3 separate regions of the Mus musculus genome follow, and all the other regions are linked to region 1. Evidence: chromatin contacts called from public promoter capture Hi-C data. All regions are on one chromosome and are shown on one strand. Each heading gives the region's core, a stretch centred on a gene start, on an enhancer-like site or on the middle of the called end of the contact. The rest is flanking DNA. Distances are from core to core; before and after follow the strand shown.

Region 1 (3,004 bases), core at 172-2,671:
GCTGCTGGGTGGAGCTGGTGCACACTTTTGATCGCAGCACTTGGGAGGCAGAGGCAGACGGATCTCTGTGAGTTCGAGGCCAGCCTGGTCTACAGAGTAAGTTCCAGGACAGCCAAAGCTACACAGAGAAACCCTGTCACAAAAAAAAAAAAAAAAAAAAAAAAAAAAAAAAAAACCAACCAACCAATCAACTAACCTACCAAATAAAATGAAAGATGTGGCTCTTGAACTTAAATTAGTCCCTAAGTAATTGCTACTAAAAGGGAGTGGGGTGGGGTGGGAAGGCGAAACCAAAGGGAGATTGGGGAAATCCGTGAATCCCTGGGGAGAATGATATGATGGCTGTACTTTAATTCCTAAACGAGTAAATCATGTAAACACGTAACAAGCAGAAGGAAAGATAACCAGCAGGTAGCAGACGCACAGAAGCAGCAAGCGCACAGTAAAACCTCGTCACGTCGGCGCTTACGCCATCTAGCAGAAATGCCTGGGCTGTTTTCCTGGAGTTCCCACAAGGGGTTTCCAGAAAGACCAGTGTTCCCTTCATAGCTGTTCACCATTAGCTGTTTGCTTTCTCCTTTCTCCCAGACACAGCCGTGGGGGGCAGAGTGCCCCAGGACAAGGCCTCGGAAACACAGAAGATAAACACGAGTCTGAGATCTTGCCCTTGGCGTCAGCTCTCCACACGGGTAAACGGCATGTGGTATTTATCCGTACTTTATATTACAATTAAGGACAAATGAAACCCTATGTGCAGCTAAAGCTTTTAAAGTGTGCATAGTGACATTATCCATAAAGGCTAACATGTAAATGCCTCTTGACTGATGGGCAACAGCAAACAAATTAAACACAGCCGCACAGCCACACGAGGAATCTTGAGAACACTGTGTTTAAGTGAAGTAAGTTCTCTGGAACGGTGAAGATCTATACCTATTAACAGTTGCATTATGCCACACTTACACCAAAGCCCACTGAGCTGTACTCTTTAAATCATTGAACCGAACGGTATATACTGTATGTCCCAAAGCAACTGTGAAGGTGGCTATTGGCAGAAGGGACTCACTGGATTCAGATGACAAGAGTCCTGAGTTTTTGAGAGTTAAGCTGACTAATGGCTCTACTGGCCTAGAAACAGAGAACTGTTCAGAACTGAAAGCAGCTCTCGACCCAGCCTCTGAGTAAGGGATCCTGCTAAGCAATCGTCCTAAGCCACAATAAGGGCATATTTACAATTCCCGTGTCTAATGAAGCCAAGTGCATATCAGGAAAAACAGTCGTGCTGAGTGTTTGCTCAAGGGCTGTGAAAATAAGTGGTCTGAGGAGTCTCCTGTGGAGGAGGGACAGAGTGAGGACTCAAGAAATATGCCCTACCTCGTGGTGACCAGCCTTCCTGCAGTTGGCCTGGCAGGATTTTTGGCATGGTGCCAACGCTGACTTCCAAAGCGAGCATTTGAAATCTTCGTGCTGCCCTTGGCTCACGCGTGTATAGTAGTCTATCAAGGGCTGGAAACCTTTCTTTTGTTTCTCAGGACCTGGAGAAGTATTAGATCCAAATCTCATGACATATTATAAGATTTTTATCTTAGGTTTTCTTTCTTTTCTTTTCTTTTCTTTTTTCTCTCTTCTCTTCTCTCCTCTCCTTTTCTTTCTCCTCTCCTCCTCCTTCTTCTCTCTCTATCTCTCTCTTTCTCTCTCCTCTCTCACCTCTCTCTCTTTCTCTCTCACCCCTCTCTCTCTCTCTCACCTCTCTCTTTATTATCCCCTCTGGCTTTCCAAGCTATGCTCAGCAAAGACATAGGCTTTATCTTCCTGTCCAGAGAGTATCCATCTTCCCCTTGAATTATACTGTCAAGTCTAAGAAGCTGAAGATAGCTATTATTCGATGGTCATTGTCAGGATGGCTATAAAGGAAAGAGGAAAGGAAACAGGTGCTGCTGGGGAGATGGGGAGGTTGTGGCTCTCCTGCATCCCTGGTACACACGAGCGATGCTGCTGCTGCAGAAAGCAACTCAGCAGTTTCTCAGCCCTGTGGAGTGGTGTTGCCCAAACTAGGAGCTGATCTCAGCGGACTCATTAATGTTCTCTGGTGTATCCCTTGCTGACACACCCATGTGTATTCTACACTAATCTAATTAAATGAATAATCAAGACTGACCAACACAGTCCACTGTAGGTCAACTTGATATCCAAATGCATCTTAAACCATGGCCTCCACCTCTGACCCCCCTCAAGGCTCACGAAGCAAACGAACCCCAATTCTGAGTCCTTATGATTTTTACAGTTCTAACACTGCTTAAAATCAAGGCTTCTCTGGAGTTTGCAGGACAAGCCTTTGTTTGCTTTTGTTACTTGGGACAGGGTCTCGGTATGTAGCCTAGGCTAGCCTTGAGCTACAATCTTCCTGCCTCACCTTTTCAAGTACTAGGACTATAGGCATGCAATACCATGTGTGGCAAAGCCAAGTCTTACCTGTGAGCCTCTGTTAAATTTAAAAGTGGAGCTACATGCTTCCTACAGCAATGGTACAAAGTAGACCTTTCCCTTCCAAAGGGGGAGAAGAGGAGAATCCTAAAGGAGGAATGACCCAAAGCAAGACTAAAGACCAGAGGGAAATACACTAAATCTCGTGGTTCCATGTTTTGGCATCCAGGACATATTGTGGAATAGGTACCCAAGGCTGGCCATTCCTGATTGAAGTCTACACGGCCTATTATTGTGGCCTGGCTCTGTTGACCACCCAGAGTTTCCTCTAGCAAACATTCCACGTTCTGACATCTTTAGCTGCCTGGCTGTAGGAATCCTGGGCTTGTTACACGTGGGCTGGTCCAGCCTTTGCTTTGAAATCTTGGTAGAGGGCATGGCAGCCCCAGAGCTCTTGTATTTTAGATTTCTGCACAGCCAGTATCCTATGGATAACATCAAGGTCTGCCATCAACTCGGGCTTCTTAGAACACAGTTGCCATAGTGTCTGAGGACCCAATGGCTAAGCACATGGAAACATCTC
Region 2 (3,004 bases), core at 260-2,759, 460 kb after region 1:
TGAGTTCTACAGAGAGTCCATAATGACCACCCTGTCAGTGTGCAGGGTCCCAATGTCCAAGGTGCCGATGTCCAGTCCCCTGATGTACGCCATACTCTCTTTAGTTGTTTTGTCGGAATGTGGTAGTTTATTCTTCTCTTTGGCTATCCTTGTGGAAGGGGGTGAGCACTAGAGGTGTTTATCTTATTGACACGACTCTGCTAAGGACTCTTAAATGTCACCCATAAGAAAATGAATGGGTGCTGGGATTTGAACCAGGGTCCTCTGCAGCCCTGACCAACCCCAATACCCAATTCTAGAGGTGAGAGCAGCAGGTCTCACCTATTGCTGGGGCCCTGAAACGCCATGAACTATGGAGATGGTTTGGTAGCTTCCAACAAAACTAAACACACCACCACGTTACAGTAACCAGGCTTTTACATGTACTCAAATGACCCGGGAACATATGCCCACCCACAGATGCTGATAGCAGCTTTATATCTGATCCAGAACTTGGAAGGAACCAAGCATCCTTCAGGTCAGTGGGAGAGTAGATTGTGGCCCATCCAGACAAGGGCTTGTACTCGGCAGTGAGGAAAATGAACCGTCTTGACAAGGAAGCAAGTGGGGGAAACTTAGAGGTTCTTTGACGAGGGAAACAACCAATCACATAACAAGAAACACTGTAAGACCCCCCCCCCCACCAGTGGCAGGACCAAGTTACAGAGAAGGCAGAACATTCAGTAGTGGAGAGGTTGGAGGGAGTGGGTGGGGAGTGAGTGGAGACATATAGGACAGTGGTGGTACTCTGTACGCAGCATAGGAGAAAACACCGCTTTAGCTCTAGTTCCAAACTCCCAGAACGTACAGTTCCAGGTGAAGACCAAGGTAAACTACGGACGTGTGAAGCTGATTAACTAGTCATGTTGAGCACCAGCAGCAGGCAGAAACTCTGTGTGGATGGTTGTAGTTTGGAGATGTCCAGAGGACACATGGGCTTCTCTCTGCACTTTTCTCTCAATTTTGCTCTTGACCTAAGGCTGCTCTTAAAAAGGGAAATCTGTTAAAAGAGAACCCCTTTCTGAAAGTTGTTCTCTGACCTCCCCCCCCCCATGAGTCCCCTCCCCCACCCCCATGCACAAGTAAATAAGTGTGATTTCAAAATGTTGAGCTGTCGGGGGCTTGAGATGTAAATTTCACATAATAAAATACAAATTCTCATATCTGACTTCAAGCACTTATTTTCTTCAGAAATGCTCTACTGGCTGCCAGCTTTGCCTGAGACTCCAGTGAAGAAGAAAAAATAATAAAAATGAGTCAGGTTTCTGCTTCACATTTCAATGAGTGTAAATGTGGGCAGTGTCTCCAGTCTCTTAATTGCTAAGTGATTAGTCGGGTTTTTAAGTTACTTGCCTACTTGCCTATCTTCTTTACATTTTAAATAAGGCCTGACCTTAAACTGTTGCCACTGAGCAAATTCGGCTTGCTTTTACAGATGCGGGAACCTAATGAACAAGGTTAGTGCTGCCACCTACTGTTGGAGGAGGAAGTAAATTGCGTTTCCCACGCAGTCAATTTGGAAAGACGCGGGGCAGCCAAATTGCTGGCCTGATCTCGGGCGGGGAAAGCCTGTACTATTATCTGGAAAAGAAGGGCAAGGTGATCAATGAAACTTTTGAGATAGACGTGGAAGATTCTGGAAACAAAGAATAAGTGTCAAGAGATCTGTCCAACTTCTCGGCCAGGAGATTTCCTGGGGCTCTGATGTCTTTAGCAAGCCCTAGTTCCATTTCTCTTGTATTGCTTCTGTCTGTGGCACATTACAGGACAGTGTAGGGCTTCAGAACTGTCCCTGGGGGACGGGTGGGAGTGTAGAAAGCTTCCTTGGCCTTCGTCTTCCCTACCCCTGCCTAGATTCTAAACTGGCTATCTTTCAGCCATCGGAATCTCATTTTTCCTCTTCCAGATACTTTCCACCACAACCTGGGTCACAGCGGGTGCATTATGTCACACTGCCTATTTTAAAGGCTGTGTATCATGTGATATCTCACAGTTCATCACCTTACAGCTATTCAGGTGTCCCATGAAGAGCTGTCACCTAGGCTGCTGGGAAGTGACCCAGAATGCAGCCTAGCAACCAAATGGAAACACGCACAGCCTAGTTCAAATTGTTAGGCAGGACTTTCTATAAAACTCAAAATAACATCAGCATCGGACAATATTTGTCCTTATCAACTCAAAGGAGGTTTGGGCAGGTCTGGGAGGGTAAGACTAAAAAATTCAGGAAGTTTGATATACATAGTCACACACACACACACACACACACACACACACACACACACACACTATCTCCAACAGCACTTGTAACAGGACTTGCTTTGGGACTGCCAGCTTCCAAATAATGACACAGAGACATATATTTATTTATGAATGCCTAGGCCTGAAGTTAGGTTTGTTTCCAGCTGGCTCGGAGCTCAACTATTCCGTTTATGCTAATCTAAGTCTCACCATGTAACTGGTTAGCTACCTCTCCTTCCTTCCAGGCCTGCAGCTTCTTCTCCATCTTCTTGATGAATCCTCCCGGGCCTGACTCTCTCCCAGAGTTCCCCTCTCTTCCAGGAAGTCCCACCTTCTATTTCCTGTTTTTGTTACAGGCCGTCAGCTTTTTGATAAACCAGTCAGAAGGTGAGAGAGGGTGGGTTTACAAAATATGATGCAGCCATATTAATAACGACACCAAAGTCAGCTTGTACTTGGCCCTCTGCCAACAGAGAGATCAGCATTTGAATAATACAAAGACGGTGTTTACACGGTGCACAATATTATCCCAACAGTGAGTTCTCCCAACAACTCCAGTAATGGCTCTAGTTAGACAGTCGTCTTCTTCCTTGACCACTGGACCATCCTGTGATGGGTTACACATCTGCAAACAATATACGTATTTCTAAGAACTGTGTGGGATTGTGTCTTCTTCCAAAATAAAGAACTCCCCTGTGCTAGTTAATGACTCTAATCTTAGAACTTG
Region 3 (3,004 bases), core at 297-2,796, 280 kb after region 1:
GTATTTAGTCAAATGTCCGTGTTCTGGAAGAAGAATCTCATGGGTAGTGTTTGGATTCTTTAGGTTTGGACTTGCAAAGCCCAAACCATCAAACCATCAGACAAGGTGGGGCGGTATTGCCCAACATGTGTTCTTAGTGACGGCATCCAGTAGGGACCGATGGATGACACACCCAGTAGTACGAGTGTGCTGAGGTCACATGGTATGGTAAATGTGAATAAGGTTTTGTATAAACATACATACAGTATGGTATAAGAGAGAAAAAAAAGAAGTTAAGGGTGAATTAAAGCAAGAAGAGTTGAGATGCCTGGCCATTAACAAGAGCCAATAACGATCAAAGGAGAGTAACACTTTAATTTTGCACTTCAGGTAGTTTTATTCTAGTAGTCTTCCCAAGGGCCCTAATAAGGTTATCTTAGTGCACTGGCATTGCCCAACCCTTCTGTTTTCTTTGAAGCTTGGCAACCCTACCACAGCCTGTTTTAGTCTTCAACTATTCTTTCTCTTCCCTAGGAGGACAAAAATATGTTTGTAAGTATCCAGAGACTCCCTCTGTCATGTATATGAATATATGAACTATGTCAATGTATCTCTTACTTATCTATGTATTATGTACCTATCTATGAACCTATGTATGTATCATCTATCTATCTATCTATCTATCTATCTATCTATCTAACTAACTAACTATCTATCCAACTATATATCTATCCAACTATATATCTATATATCTCTATGTTTCTATGTATGTATTTAACTATGTATCTATTTATCCAACTATGTATTTATGTATCTACCTATGTTTCTATGTATCTATATATCTATCCAACTATGTATCTATCTATGTATCTTTCTATGTATCTATCTTTCTATGTATGTATGTATGTATGTATGTATGTATGTATGTATCTATCTATCTATCTATCTATCTATCTATCTATCTCTACACGTGGTCTGTTAACCTTTCTAAATTTGTCACAAACCGTCTGTATACATTTTTCCACATATTTTTAAATGACTCAATCCATGAATCATTGCAATGATGAGGTTTTTCCCTAAGTTACAATCAGTAAGAAACCACAACAACTGAGTTACCAGCTTCTGTCAGGCAGACTTTCCTAACTCTGGCGCTGTCAGCCTCTAGCTCCCTCATCATTCCTGGGGTGTTGGCATTTCCTGTCTCTGCCCTTTCTACCTCCAAGAGCACCAGACCTAAAGAGAAGGTCACCTGTGTATAGAAATTGCCTCCCACAGTTACATGGCCTCTAAGATAAGGATGCAGACTGGGACATTAATGGGTCACTGAAGATACTGGGCTTTTGTTCTGAGCCCTTGGCTTGCCCCCACTCTCCTAAGGCTTCCTTGTTCTCTCACTCACCTGTTCGGCATTTGTTAAGCGGATTAATACTTTAACTCTACTTTGGCTTCTTTAAAACATTTCAAAGGGCAAGGTGACATTTCCGGTTTTCGTAGCCTAGTGCAGTTCTCTCTGAACATATCAGACAACAACCGACCTGTTAATCTCCACAAGCTTGTATAGTCTATTCCGTTCCTGTTCTTTGTTTCCTTCCCCTTCACATTAGTTATAAAGTAATGAAGCCTAGATCAATAAGTTTGGTCTCCAGGCAACAGAGAAAACACCAATCAATTTAATCTTATGAAGAGCCCTTTGTAAATCCAATTCTTTAGAAAAACCTTTGTACTTAGAAAATGATAAATAAAACAAGCTTCTAAACATTCTTTTTGTTTGATTCTGTTTATGTTCTACATGTGAGATCATAGGCGCACAAAATACTTCATAATATTAAATAAAAAGATTTAGTGTTGAGTCGATCAATATTAGAACTTTACCAGGTGCAGCCAAACATTTTTATATTTCCCATTTCTTAAAAAAAGAAAAGAAAAAGGTAGGGCTCTAACTCTCTAATTGTCATAAAAGACAAATGCTACAGACTCATTTCCCACTAAGGAAGTTGAGGATACATGAAAACCAGGTTCCAGAAGAATTCTAGAATAGATCTTGAATTACAAAAACAAGCAAGCAAACAAAAACTCTATGAAGGATACTGTTGGGAAAGTTGGAGAGATTCAGATAAGAACTGAAGACTGGCAATTAACAGTATGCATTACTAAATAAGAACGACTGGCGCCTTAGAAGTAAACTCCCAACTCTAAACATAAGGAGAGGTGAGGGGGTGAGAGGAGAAGACAGAGATGGTATACGGAGTGTGTCTGTGTGCCAGTGTGTGCTGGTGTGTGTGTGTGTGTGTGTGTGTGTGTGTGTGTAAACAATTGTGACAAGAGACAAGTCAAGTGCTAAGTATCAAACAATTGTTTCATTACACTTTCGTAAAACATTTCATAGCGAAATAATGAAATGGCAAAACAAACAAACAAACAAACAAACAACAGGAGCTTCTCTCCTTCTCTCCCTTCCTGAAACCTAACACATCTCTTCAGTGAAACAAGTATCTATCTGTTTCCAATTGTAGATAAATACGATACATGATTCCAAATCCACTCTGGCCTAAAATAGGCTTATGTTACTGGTTGAAATCTAATTTGGATGTCAGGCAAATGGCTGAGCACACAGTAGGCTTACACAGATCCCAGACTCTTTGCCCTTCGGCCTTTCCCAACAGTTCTCAATGGATGTTGAAGGTGCAGACCGGACGCATTTGGTGGTGACGTTCAGCAGGTGAACGCAGCGAGCGGTCAGCATCGAGGACCATGAGGGAGTGCAGGGGACCGTGTGAATGCAAGCAGAGAGGTTCACAAACGGCTGCTCATCATTGTGATGCATTCTTGGTCACACTTATCTTTCTAAAACCATTTCTCAGAAATGTCACATCTCAGAGACAGAAAAAAAAAATGACACTGTATTCAGTGACTTTTTAGATGGTTTTCTTCTTGGCTCTGAGACTTCCTTTTGTTAACACATCCCCAGGTTTTCCTGTGAAACAGGTTTACTGTTCTCTTCCAAGGTAGAAAATAGTTTATTTGG

The links. Promoter capture Hi-C pulls out the DNA fragments that hold promoters and counts their contacts.
Region 2: a contact with region 1 is called in a promoter capture Hi-C map of liver. The contact joins two enhancer-like sites. A contact is called at or near these places in 15 of 39 promoter capture datasets (the 3T3-L1 cell line, 3T3-L1-derived adipocytes, the C10 cell line and 9 more) and 18 of 484 Hi-C or Micro-C datasets (B cells, the G1E-ER4 cell line, the HPC-7 cell line and 12 more).
Region 3: a contact with region 1 is called in a promoter capture Hi-C map of liver. The contact joins two enhancer-like sites. A contact is called at or near these places in 15 of 39 promoter capture datasets (the 3T3-L1 cell line, 3T3-L1-derived adipocytes, the C10 cell line and 9 more), 32 of 484 Hi-C or Micro-C datasets (the AtT-20 cell line, B cells, the Ba/F3 cell line and 20 more), 6 of 115 datasets of contacts at active chromatin or transcription factors (embryonic stem cells, extraembryonic endoderm stem cells, fetal liver and 2 more) and 1 of 9 other capture datasets (embryonic stem cells).

What each region holds. Positions count from the first base shown.
Region 1 is chr15:96,675,365-96,678,368 of GRCm38.p6, forward strand. No RefSeq gene overlaps it. Among named protein-coding and RNA genes, the nearest start is that of Gm22045, 5.1 kb to the left of the region's middle. Within about 2 kb of position 1,422, at least 14 of the 459 cell types and tissues checked have an H3K27ac peak or open chromatin away from gene starts, as enhancers often do. A contact at or near this core is called in liver, where this site is marked.
Region 2 is chr15:97,133,967-97,136,970 of GRCm38.p6, forward strand. No RefSeq gene overlaps it. Among named protein-coding and RNA genes, the nearest start is that of Gm33149, 27 kb to the right of the region's middle. Within about 2 kb of position 1,510, at least 10 of the 459 cell types and tissues checked have an H3K27ac peak or open chromatin away from gene starts, as enhancers often do. A contact at or near this core is called in liver, where this site is marked.
Region 3 is chr15:96,955,660-96,958,663 of GRCm38.p6, forward strand. No RefSeq gene overlaps it. Among named protein-coding and RNA genes, the nearest start is that of Gm32840, 87 kb to the right of the region's middle. Within about 2 kb of position 1,547, at least 7 of the 459 cell types and tissues checked have an H3K27ac peak or open chromatin away from gene starts, as enhancers often do. A contact at or near this core is called in liver, where this site is marked.